Linked DNA regions of Delphinus delphis: region 2 is linked to region 1. A link is a contact called in public Hi-C data. All regions are on one chromosome and are shown on one strand. The core of a region is the stretch at or near the end of the contact, and the rest is flanking DNA. Distances in the headings are between cores, read along the strand shown.

Region 1 (5,435 bases), core at 152-2,651:
GTAAGTCAGTGGTACCCTGGCTAGAAGATTATCTGCTGTCGACTGAAAAAATGCATACCCTAAAAGTTGAGGATTATGTTTTATTTGGCAGACTTACTGAGGACTATACCCCTGGGAACCAGCCTCTACGATAGCTGTGTGATCCAAAGAGGTAAGGGAGGAGCCAGGATGCATAGGAAGTTTTGCTGAAAACAAAAACAAAAACCTTTAGTTGAACATCAAAAGATTACCGCTAATCACAAAAAACAGACATCTCAAGTCAATGATTTTAGTGCTTTTTTATGTACGGGAAGATGCAAGAGTCTGGCCTTATTGAAATTATACCTTTGATATGCACCTTAACTATCTAGGGTCAGTATCCTGTTTTTCTCCATCCTGAATTCCTCTCAGGGTGCACCACTGGGGGCAGCAAGAGTGGCTGATGGCTTTATGGCCACAATATCCTTTGTTTACTAAAATGGCAGGCAACATGCTTTATCCACCCTGTCAACATCTCACCATCTTCTCTTAATTCCATCACTACTTAGGCCACACTTAATATTGTCATAAGCCAAGTAAGACCTCAAATAAGAATACTGAAAACACGATTAAAACAAGCAAACAAACAGAAACTAAAGCCAGTAAATTTTTTGATAATGGTTCCTTTATTTGTGTCTCCTTCGCTGCAAGATGAACTTCTTGCGAGCAAACACATACGTTTAATAAAATTCTGGGCAGTTTCTAAGCCAAGATGGAGTCTGCCACTGGATGTGCTCAATGAATTATCTGTCGAAAATACCATAATAGCAAGTAATTTCCAAATGTAACAGATGGTTTGGTTATCTGGGTAAGCTAATCTTTCCTTCTCTTTTGACACCAAGTCCCTTTGTCGGGTCTCAGTAATGCGCGTCACTGGGTGGGAAAGCAAGCAGCAGGGTGGCGGTGTGTTTTTATCCTGATCTAATCGTCCCAAGTATCTAGTTTTTGTTTTGTTAAGATTCTAAGTCAAGATTAACTTTACATTCGCAAACGGTGCGCCTGGAACGCCTAGAATCTGACAACCGAAACCGGCTACAAACAGATGCGTGGGACCAGGCGCCCGCACTAACCTCCCCGCAGCCGCCTATGCGCTTCACTTCACAGTTGGGAACAATAAAGTTGAGCGTGTTCAAACGGGTCCTTCTCTTCCAGGGCCTCTCGGACAAGCCTGTAAGATAAGACTCCTAGAAACTCCCGACTGCTTTCAAGTCTTCTCTGTGTGTTTTCGGTAGTTTTTTTTCCTCACTCGCCATACAAAACTCCTGAGGGGAACGGCACGGGCTAGGCCGGCTTGGGGAGCATTTCTCGGGGAAGCCGGCCCGGCGTTCGCCGCGGGCAGCCTCGGGGAGGCCCTCGGTTCACGTGAAGCCCAGGCTGCGGCGACGGGAGCAGAAGCGATGAAGCCCAGGCCCGCGAGGTTTGTGGATAATAAGCTGAAGCAGCGCGTCGTCCAGGTGTGTATCCCGAACGGCCAGGCCTCACAGTGGTCCGCGTTCGGTGCCCAGGGTCACCGCAGGCCCCTTCTCGGGGGGCTCCCAGCTCGAACCCGATTAGCCGCCTGCTCTAGTCTGGGTGCGGGCGTGGAGCTGTTGACAACTCCGCTTCTTTGCGAGCGGTTCGAGGCCTTCCCTTCTCACTGTGGGTCGGGGTTTCACGGAGCAGCCCGAGACCGTGGGAGGCTGCGGCTTGATGGGGCCCAGCCCGGATCTGCTTGACCTAAGTGCAGATCAGCAAGGAGAGTGCAGATGGCCTTTGAGTTGAAATCTTCCTGTCTTGTGAAGTAGGGACGGAAACATTCTTCGAAAGCCCGTGTGGGCGAAGCGCTTTGGGGGCCATGAAGAATATGTTAATTTCCATTCTCAGGAAATTTGGGGTCGGGTTGGGACACAGTAAAAACAGGTACTCTGGATCTGACTTTATAATGGGCACTTTACCTACGGTTTTTTTTTCATTTTCATAATCACCAGTGGAATGCATTGTGTGGTAAATGTCTTGGAATGGTATAGTCAGCACGCAATCTTAGTTAGAAAGAGAGACAGATACTTTAAGAGCTATATACTCTCCTTCTGTCTCTTTTACTTTTCCGGCCACTGTACAGTCTCCTTTTTGGATCTGTCTCTTCCTACCGTCTGTTGGAAGTGCCTTTGAGCACCTGTGCTCTTACCGTCTCTTTCGTTATCCTCGTACTTCTCTCTTATCCATCCACACTTCTAGGTGATCTCATGCAGTCTAGTACCTTTAAATACTATTTACACATTCATGACTTCTAAATTTATATTATAATCCAATGCAGATTTTATCTTGAATTCCAGATTGATACGTCTAGCTGCCTACTCAACATCTCCTCTTGAGTGTCTGATAGATATTTCAACTTAACGTATCCAAGCTAAACTTTTGATATTCTCCTCCAAACCTGTCCTTTCTTAGTGTTCTTTATCTCAGTAAATAACATCCATTTGTTAAGGCCAAAAACCTTAAGACTCATTCTGACTTTTGCTTCCTGTAACCAATTAATCAGCAACCTATTTGGCTTTACCTTCAAAATATACTTCAAACCTAACCACTTTTTACCATCTCCTCCAACATGCTAGTCCATACCACACTCCCTATTAGAGTATTGCAGTAGCTTCCTAATTGATGTTTCTGATTCTGGTTTTACTTAAAGTCTGTTCCCCACAGAGCAGCCAGGAAGATCCTTTTAGAGGGAAAATTGGAGTTTGCCAGGGCCCTGCTCAAAACCCTGTGGTGGACTTTCAGACGTTTGAAGTAAAATCCATCTGAAATAGCCCTATGTACTTTGGCCCCATCTACCTTTTTGTCCCTTTTGATCTCTCCCTTGATTACCTTGTCTTACATACACGGACCTTCTCAAACATGCCAAGCACAGGACTTTCGCTGTTGTAGTTCACTCCGTCTCAGTTACTCTTCCGCTGGATGTTTGCACAACTTGCTCCTTCACTTTATTCAGGTCTCTGAGCAGTGACTCCTAATGGCTAAATCCAGTGGCCTCTTCTCAGTCCTTGCCACACTTGACTGCTCTTCAGCATTTGACATTAGCAGTTTTCCTCTCTTGCTTTTACTTTGGTTCATTATAAAAGTAGTAGGTTCTTATGGTTTAAAATAAAACCATAAGAGGGAGGGTATAAAATGAAAAGAAAGAATTCCTTTCATCTCCACTCCATTTCTCCACAGGTAATCAGGGAGAGTTTCTGTTGTATCTTTCTTAAAATTTTGTATGCATATATGCACTTATAGATGTATTAATTTTTTTTAATCACACACATGGGCTCATCTGCATCTATTTTGCTGCCTGCGTGTTTCACTTAGCAGTATGTTTTAGACATCTTCCCACAAGTAGTACACTTGCCTCCTTTTAACTAACATATTAGTTATCTATTGCTGTATAACAAATTACTCTAAGACTTAGCAGATTAAAGTGGTTTTAGTTCTGTTGCGTTTTGGTTTGCAGTGGGTATGAGATATACATGTATATGTATAATTCAAGATTAACTGTGGTAAATGACAGCATGTTATAGGAGTTCAGAGAAGGGGAAGATTAACAAGAACGGTCCAGCTGTGGATACCTAGTCTCTTGTCATTGGACGCATTTATGCAGAGACTGTTCTTATGTGTTAGGGATCCTTGAGAAGAAATTGCTGTATGAAATGGGGAACCTAGACTGGATAACTAGCAAGTAGTGAAACTTGAGAGTTGATGGTTAGACATTCCAGGTTTGAAATCTGGCCGTGTAACTTATGTGCTGGTGAGCAAGTAACTAACCTTTTAAAGCCTCTTATAAAATGGGGGGAGATTGACATCTACCTCATAGCATTGTGAGTACTAAAAGAGATAATGTGTAAAAGGCCCCTAGAACAGGTTTACCAGGCCCTTAGTTTCTTAGTAATTTTTTTCACGATGCTCCTAGGCCCAAAGTAATACCTAATGGTTTGTTTATTAAGTAGTTAGGTTCAAGCAACTTAATAACTGTTTAGTCCAAATAACTTATTAGCTTTTTGAACAAATAATACAAAAAGTGCAAGGAAAGTTAATGCATTTGTATTTCATTCTTAAAATAACCACAGTTATTTACTAGTGGGATTTGTGAGTCCATTGGGCACAGCACAACTTCTCATACCTTCGGATCAGATTGACACTGCTCCTCTCATTTCGTGTTCCACCTTGATTTTTTCTTTTCTTTTTTAAAATTAATTAATTAATTAATTTATTTATTTACTTTTGGCCGCATCGGGTGTTCGTTGCCGCACGTGGGCTTTCTCTAGTTGCGGCGAGCGGGGGCCACTCTTCGTTGTGGTGTGCGGGCTTCTCATTGCGGTGGCTTCTCTTGTTGTGGAGCACGGCCACTTTGATTTTTATTACAGCAAATGCTTAAAAAGCCAGTTTTGCAAAGATATGACACCATCAAAAGGTGATTTAATATTGCAGCTGTGAATTGTCTCAGGCTGGTACAGTGGACCCTGGAACAATCCGGGGGTGTGGTGCTGACCACCTCCCCCCACCCCCACCCCTACTCAGTTGAAAATCTGTGTATAAGTGTACAGTTGGCCCTCCATGTGTGGTTCTGCGTTGACATATTCAACCAGCCCTGGATCACCCAGTACTGTAATACGTATTTATTAAAAAAAATCTGCTGTAAGTGGACTGGTGCAGTTCAAACCCGTGCTGTTCAAGGGGCAACTGTAGTTCCTGCACTGTTGGACAGATACCGAATATTACTGTGTTCCCTCAAATTTAAATTATCCCTCGGTGCTCTCACAGGTTGAGTGCTTTGTTCTGGTATATTTGGGAACCTAGGGTATAAGAAGCCCTCACCTACTTACTGCCTTATAGCTATCCTAGTTATTATTGTGTTGTCATAGTGATTAATAATGTTAATTAAATTCTTTGATTCAGATTTGATAATTATTTGGTGATTTTTATTTATATTTCCAGTATACTTTATTAATGGAGAGTTTACATTAGCATATGACACGTTTGAGTAGCTCAGTCGCTTACTTGTCGATTAAAGTCACTCAGTTTGAACTATTGTCTTGTATTTATCATGTTTTCTGTTTTAGTACCTCACCAGTAACCGATGTGGCAAATATGTGGACACTGGAGTCTTAGCATCCGATTTACAAAGAATGTACAGGTAAAGAAATGTAGTCTCCAGATTCTTGCTTTTCTTTCCTACCATTTTTAAAGTTTACATCCTGCCTAAATTTCCAACCGATATTAATAGCCGCTGGCAGTAGTTCACCAGTCCATACGTTTAGAATTCAGTTTATCTATACAAACATTTATCAAGCACTTGTGATGTGTAAGGAGCCGTCCTTGTTGCTAAGGAGAATGGCTGCTTCTTATGTTTAGCACACGACTCTCTGGTCAGGAGTATACTGCTTTTCCTGCTTCATTAAAAA
Region 2 (5,183 bases), core at 2,079-4,578, 200 kb after region 1:
AGCTTCCAGGATCTCAGTTCCCCGACCAGGGATTGAACCCCAACCCCCTGTGAAAGGGGGAGTCCTAACCACTGGGCCACCAGGGAATTCCCTAAGACAGCTTTTAAAGCCTCCCATACTCATTTTTTCAGTGAGCGAGAACACTGTACGCATGAGTCAAAGTTATACGTTTAAAGTTAGCTTTGATCTGCTCTGTAACCAGCCGTAGGACCTCACTTCTTAACCTGTGCCACTTGTTTCAAAAACTCTCATACCTGCCAAGGAGGCCTAGGTGACAATCTAATGCTGCATCAGCGCAAACTTGTGTGATTTATTGGCAGAACAACTCAAAGTACATGTTTTGTCATTTCAAAAGTTGTGTTCATCCAATTAATTTTAAATATATTGGAGAAGTTAAATATTTAAAGAGTTATTTTTATGTAACCAGGATTTCCAAGTTCCATGTACATTTTTGGAGCAAATAGTCAATGGCAGAAAAAACAAAATCCAATTTAATAAGGCATTTGGACAGTCCCTTGGAAATAACTAAATTGGAGAGTCAAACTTCAATAATTCATGGCAACAGGAAGCAAATTATCAACTAAACTGCAATTGAAAAATGTTATTTTAGCCATTTCAACTTAGAGCAAATCTTTTCAAGAAAATACAGGGTGGTTAAGCACATGGATCAAGCACCTGTCCTCTAATTTAGGCGCTAACAATAGTTATGACTGAGGTCCTAATAAGGCAAGTAAATTGGGAAGGAAGAAAAAAGAAACACCTGAAAAATAAATAAACTAGCTCATCAACCATTGAATAGTTGACATTTAGCTTTATGGAAACCAAGTCTGTTCTTAATTAATATCACTCTCTTCCAATTATATCCAACCTAACTCCACTCAAGAAATTATGTAATTTGTATGCCAGATAGCAGCACACACACTGCTACTGATTTTCTGGCAAACAGCATTTAGGTATAAATGGTCACTTAAATGAGAAAAGGCCTGTAAAAGACCTAACAAGCACTATCTCTAGGCAGCCAATTTCATTAAATGATCGTAATTAAATTAATGCTGACATCTAGTGGCAAGAAAGAATCTTTCATGTTACTTGAATTGTACCTTATGACATCAAACCAATGAATCTACAACCAAAGACACTTCCAAATTCTCACAAAAGATTATCCATTTAATCTAAGAATTATCCATTAACCTTAAGAAAGGAATAAGAAATAGTTCCCCATTACTAAAGCAGAGGAAAAAAACCCATCTTTTAAGATGTAAAACTGGCAGCAGAATCTTTTTGGGGGGTAGGAGTGGAGGGGTGGCAAGGGACTCCTTAGTGGAGGGGTGGTAATGGACTCCTTATGGAAAAAATCTTTGAAACTACAAATTTGTATCTTTAAAACACTAGAATAGAAAACTACTTAAAAATGAAGAATGCAGCTGAATACTTCACTTGAAAGAGATGTCATTTACTAATAAATTGTGGGGTGTGTTTTTAACTTTGTCCCCTAGGACAGGCTGGTTTTCCCCCATTTAAAAACGTTTTTAATTTTTTAAAAAATAAAATGACCAACAAATGAACAAACCCCCCCAGTTTTCCTCAACACTTATAAAACAGAACTGTGAACATCCCAAGCTTTACAAAGGCATTGTCTGGCTGAAAGGCTCAATTCAATCAAATGCTATGCCCAATTTCCAGACACCAGGAATGTATACCATGAATTCTGATCAAACATCATCCTTTATAAAAATCTGAAGGAATATTTAAGATTCTACAAGAAATTCTGGATGACATGTCCTGGAAATTAAGGGACAATCATTTTGAAATATCACTTTTCAAATGAAGAATTTTCCATCCTGCAGACTGGCATGGCTAATGTGCTGTGTTGACAAGAAAAAAACGCAACAACTGTCCACCAGTTTGAATGAATATTTACAACCTTCCTTTAAAAAATAAGTATACTTTCAGAAATACAATTATAATCAATTTTAGATTGGAGGTGTACACCTAAAATATGGCATATTGATTATTAAGAAAATGCTATACACAGCACATTCAGCAACATGTCTTTGTCCTCTTAAAAACAACCCGACCACAGATTTAGCTTCCACACAGAATCGGTCTGCAATCATTTCAAAATGTCCACCTCCTTCAATTTCCTTACCACTTAAATTCACTGAAAGGAAGCAAAATACCTGACTGAACTAAGATATTCATCAAACCTTCAGGGAAACTTCTGGAATGAAGAAAATCCCAATGGCAATTTATTTTCATAAATCATGGACTAAACTACTGTGATTTTAAGGTATAAAACCTCTCCTAAAGCTGGTGGGTGGGCGTAAATCACTAGTTAGAAAACGAACTGCAGGAAAGAAAAAAAACCTTCTCAAGGGGCAAGTTGCTTCACTATGGGTGGGAAGTATCAGGGGTGAGGCAAAGCCGGAATAGTCACTTCTCAGGGCTCTACTTTACTGGTCAACTAGGGCGCTGGGGTTGAGGCTACGTTCCAATTCCTCCAAACCTCTACCAGCTTTTGGGAGGACCGACCGATCCGACTTTATTTTCTGCAACAAAAAAACTTAGCGGGGGGGGGGGGGGCGGGGTAACAATACGTTATTCTCGCAGACAAACCAAACCTGGCTGGGATCATCTCGCCTACTTCGGAGTGCTGGCCCCCTAACTCCGGCCGGGGGCTGGAGGGTGATATACAAAAGGCAGGTGGCGAGACCCCTCCGGGGTCCACATTCAGGTCGGGAGGAGGTGGGAAGCCCAGCTCCCGCTGCCTCCCCGGCCGCGGCCCCGCTTCCGGGTGGGGGGCACGGAGCCCCCCAAGGCCAAGTTCCCGCACGCAGTCGCCCCCAGCCCCAAAGCAAGGGCAAAATCCGGACAAGACCCGCGGACCGGTCCCGACAGAGATTTTGGGGCGGGAGGGGCGCACTCGGTGCTCTGGCGCCGGCTGCGGCTCCCAAGGGGCTCCCTCCCCGGGGAACGCTCTTTCCCTCTCGGGCCCTCCCCAAACCTCGGCCCGGCGGAGAGGGCGGCGGGGGTCCCGTGGGGGCCTCACCAGGCGGAGCTGGCTAATTTCGTCGTAGGACATAAAGCTGAGGATGTTTTCGATGGCTACGATGGGCAGCGCCACGAGCGTGTTGTTTTGAGGCAGCTGGTCCGGAGCCAGCGCCGGGACCGGGGGAGCCTGGGACCCCGGCTGCGGGGCCTGGGGCGGGGGAGGTGGGGGAAGTCGCTGGGTAGAGCCGATGGCCGAAGGGGAGCCGCCGTCGCCGTGGCCACCGCCTCCTTCCTCAGCCATCCGCTCCTCCGACGCCGCCGCCATCTTGGGGGTTTGATTCCTTCCTCCCACAGCAAGGGGAAGAGGGACACTTCCTGTGCGTCACTTCCGCCTCTTGAGCCGCCGGGGAGGGGCACCTGGAGAAGGGGGAGGAGCCCGTGGATGACAGACGAGAGAGGCACATCGCTGCTTGTTCAAGTGGGAAGCAGAGAAGAAAGATAGTCTTCGTAAGCGCTTTCTTCTAAGATTGGAAACGACTTGAGGGCAAGGGAACCCTGTCTAAAATGAACTTCATCGTGCAATTTTCTTAAAGTGCTTCCAATTTTCTTAAAGTGCTTTCCTGATAAACGGAGATAAAAATTATGTTAACTAGTAAGTGTCGATGGAATGATGTAGAGTATCATCATTTTTCAAGAACCATAGTAATAATTGATTTAGGTAAAAAGGAATGAGGGATTGATTAAAACTACCATATGAATGAACTCTGAGTACATGTTCAATTAAAGAAGCCAGACACAAAGGACCACGTATTGTATGAATCCGTTGATATGAAATGTCTGAAATAGCCAAATCGACAAAGACAGAAAGTAGATAGTGGTTCCCAGGGACTGGAAAGAGCAAAGGAAAGGGGAATGACTGCTAAGGGGTGAAAGGTTTCTTTCTGGGGTGACGAAATGTTCTGGAATTAGATAATGGTGATTGGTGCACAACTTCGTGAATATACTAAAAACCAATGAACTGTACACTTTCAAATAGTGAATTTTATAATACGTGAATTGTATCTCAATAAAAAATTGATTTAGGCAAGAATCATCAAAAGATGCTAAAACTAGAAAGTAAAGGTGTGATGTGGAATATAATATTTACATAGTCTCAAAATAATCCCCATAAATTACCTATCAATTACAAAATAAAAAGATTTACAATAGTGAAATTTGATGGACACCACCACACCAAATAATCAAAATTGACATCATGAGTTATGGGGGGAAATGGATATTATACAGCTCCTGATGTGTTATCTTAAAAAGGACATAACATAATGTGGTATTCCTACCAAAAAATACATAACCTGTATTTGAGGTAGACAAATCTAGGTAACTATCCCATCATCTTAAAAAAGGTTAATGTCATGAAAGACAAAGACTATGAAATTTTACCAGATTAAAAGAGACGAAAGCAACAAGATAACTAAACATAGGTGATCCTGGATTGGATCATGGAGTAGGAATAAGCGCAATAAGAACATTACTGTGACAATTGGCAAAATTTGAATATAGAATATACGTTAGATAATAATATTGTAATCATATTAAGTTTCCTGATTTGGATAATTTTATTGCAGTCACATAAGAGAATGTCCTTCTTCTTAGGAAATACACGTTGAAGTGTTTGGGGTAAAGGAGCATGATATCTCAATTTGCTCTTAAATGGTTCAATATGTAGATAGATAGAGAATGAGATTAATAAAGCAAATATGATAAATGTTAACAATTGCTGAATCCAGATGAAGAGCATATGAGAGTTTGTACTATCTTTTTTTTTCCTACCAGTTTTCTGGAGCTATAGTTGACATACAGCACTGTATAAGTTTAATGTGTACAGCATAATGACTTGACTTACATACATCATGAAATGATTATCACAATAAGATTAGTGGACATCCATCATCTCATACAGATACAAAATTAAATAAGTAGAAAAATTTTTTTTCTTGTGGTGAGAACTCTTAGGATTTACTCTCTTAACAGCTTTCATATATCACCTCTAGCAGTGTTAATTATATTTCTCACGTTGTACATTACGTATCCTTGTACTATCCTGTGACAAACATTAAAGGTGCATAAATCACTAAATTTTGAAGCTTTCTGTCTTTCGTTCTGGGTCTTTAATCTTTAAGTTTGCAATGTGT

Evidence for each region. A called contact is a pair of places that touch in the nucleus more often than the background predicts.
Region 2: a Hi-C map of lung shows a contact between it and region 1, with 8 times the contacts expected there. The contact joins the promoter of FBXO28 here to the promoter of NVL in region 1. A contact is called at or near these places in 2 of 3 Hi-C or Micro-C datasets (lung and muscle).

The regions. Positions count from the first base shown.
Region 1 is chr1:162,857,019-162,862,453 of mDelDel1.2, forward strand. NVL (nuclear VCP like) reads left to right here and starts at 1,402. Exons shown (of 23, transcript XM_059997850.1): 1 at 1,402-1,472; 2 at 5,094-5,167. The coding sequence starts at 1,416.
Region 2 is chr1:163,056,536-163,061,718 of mDelDel1.2, forward strand. It overlaps FBXO28 (F-box protein 28), which reads right to left and starts at 3,329. Exons shown (of 5, transcript XM_059997855.1): 1 at 3,050-3,329. The coding sequence starts at 3,316.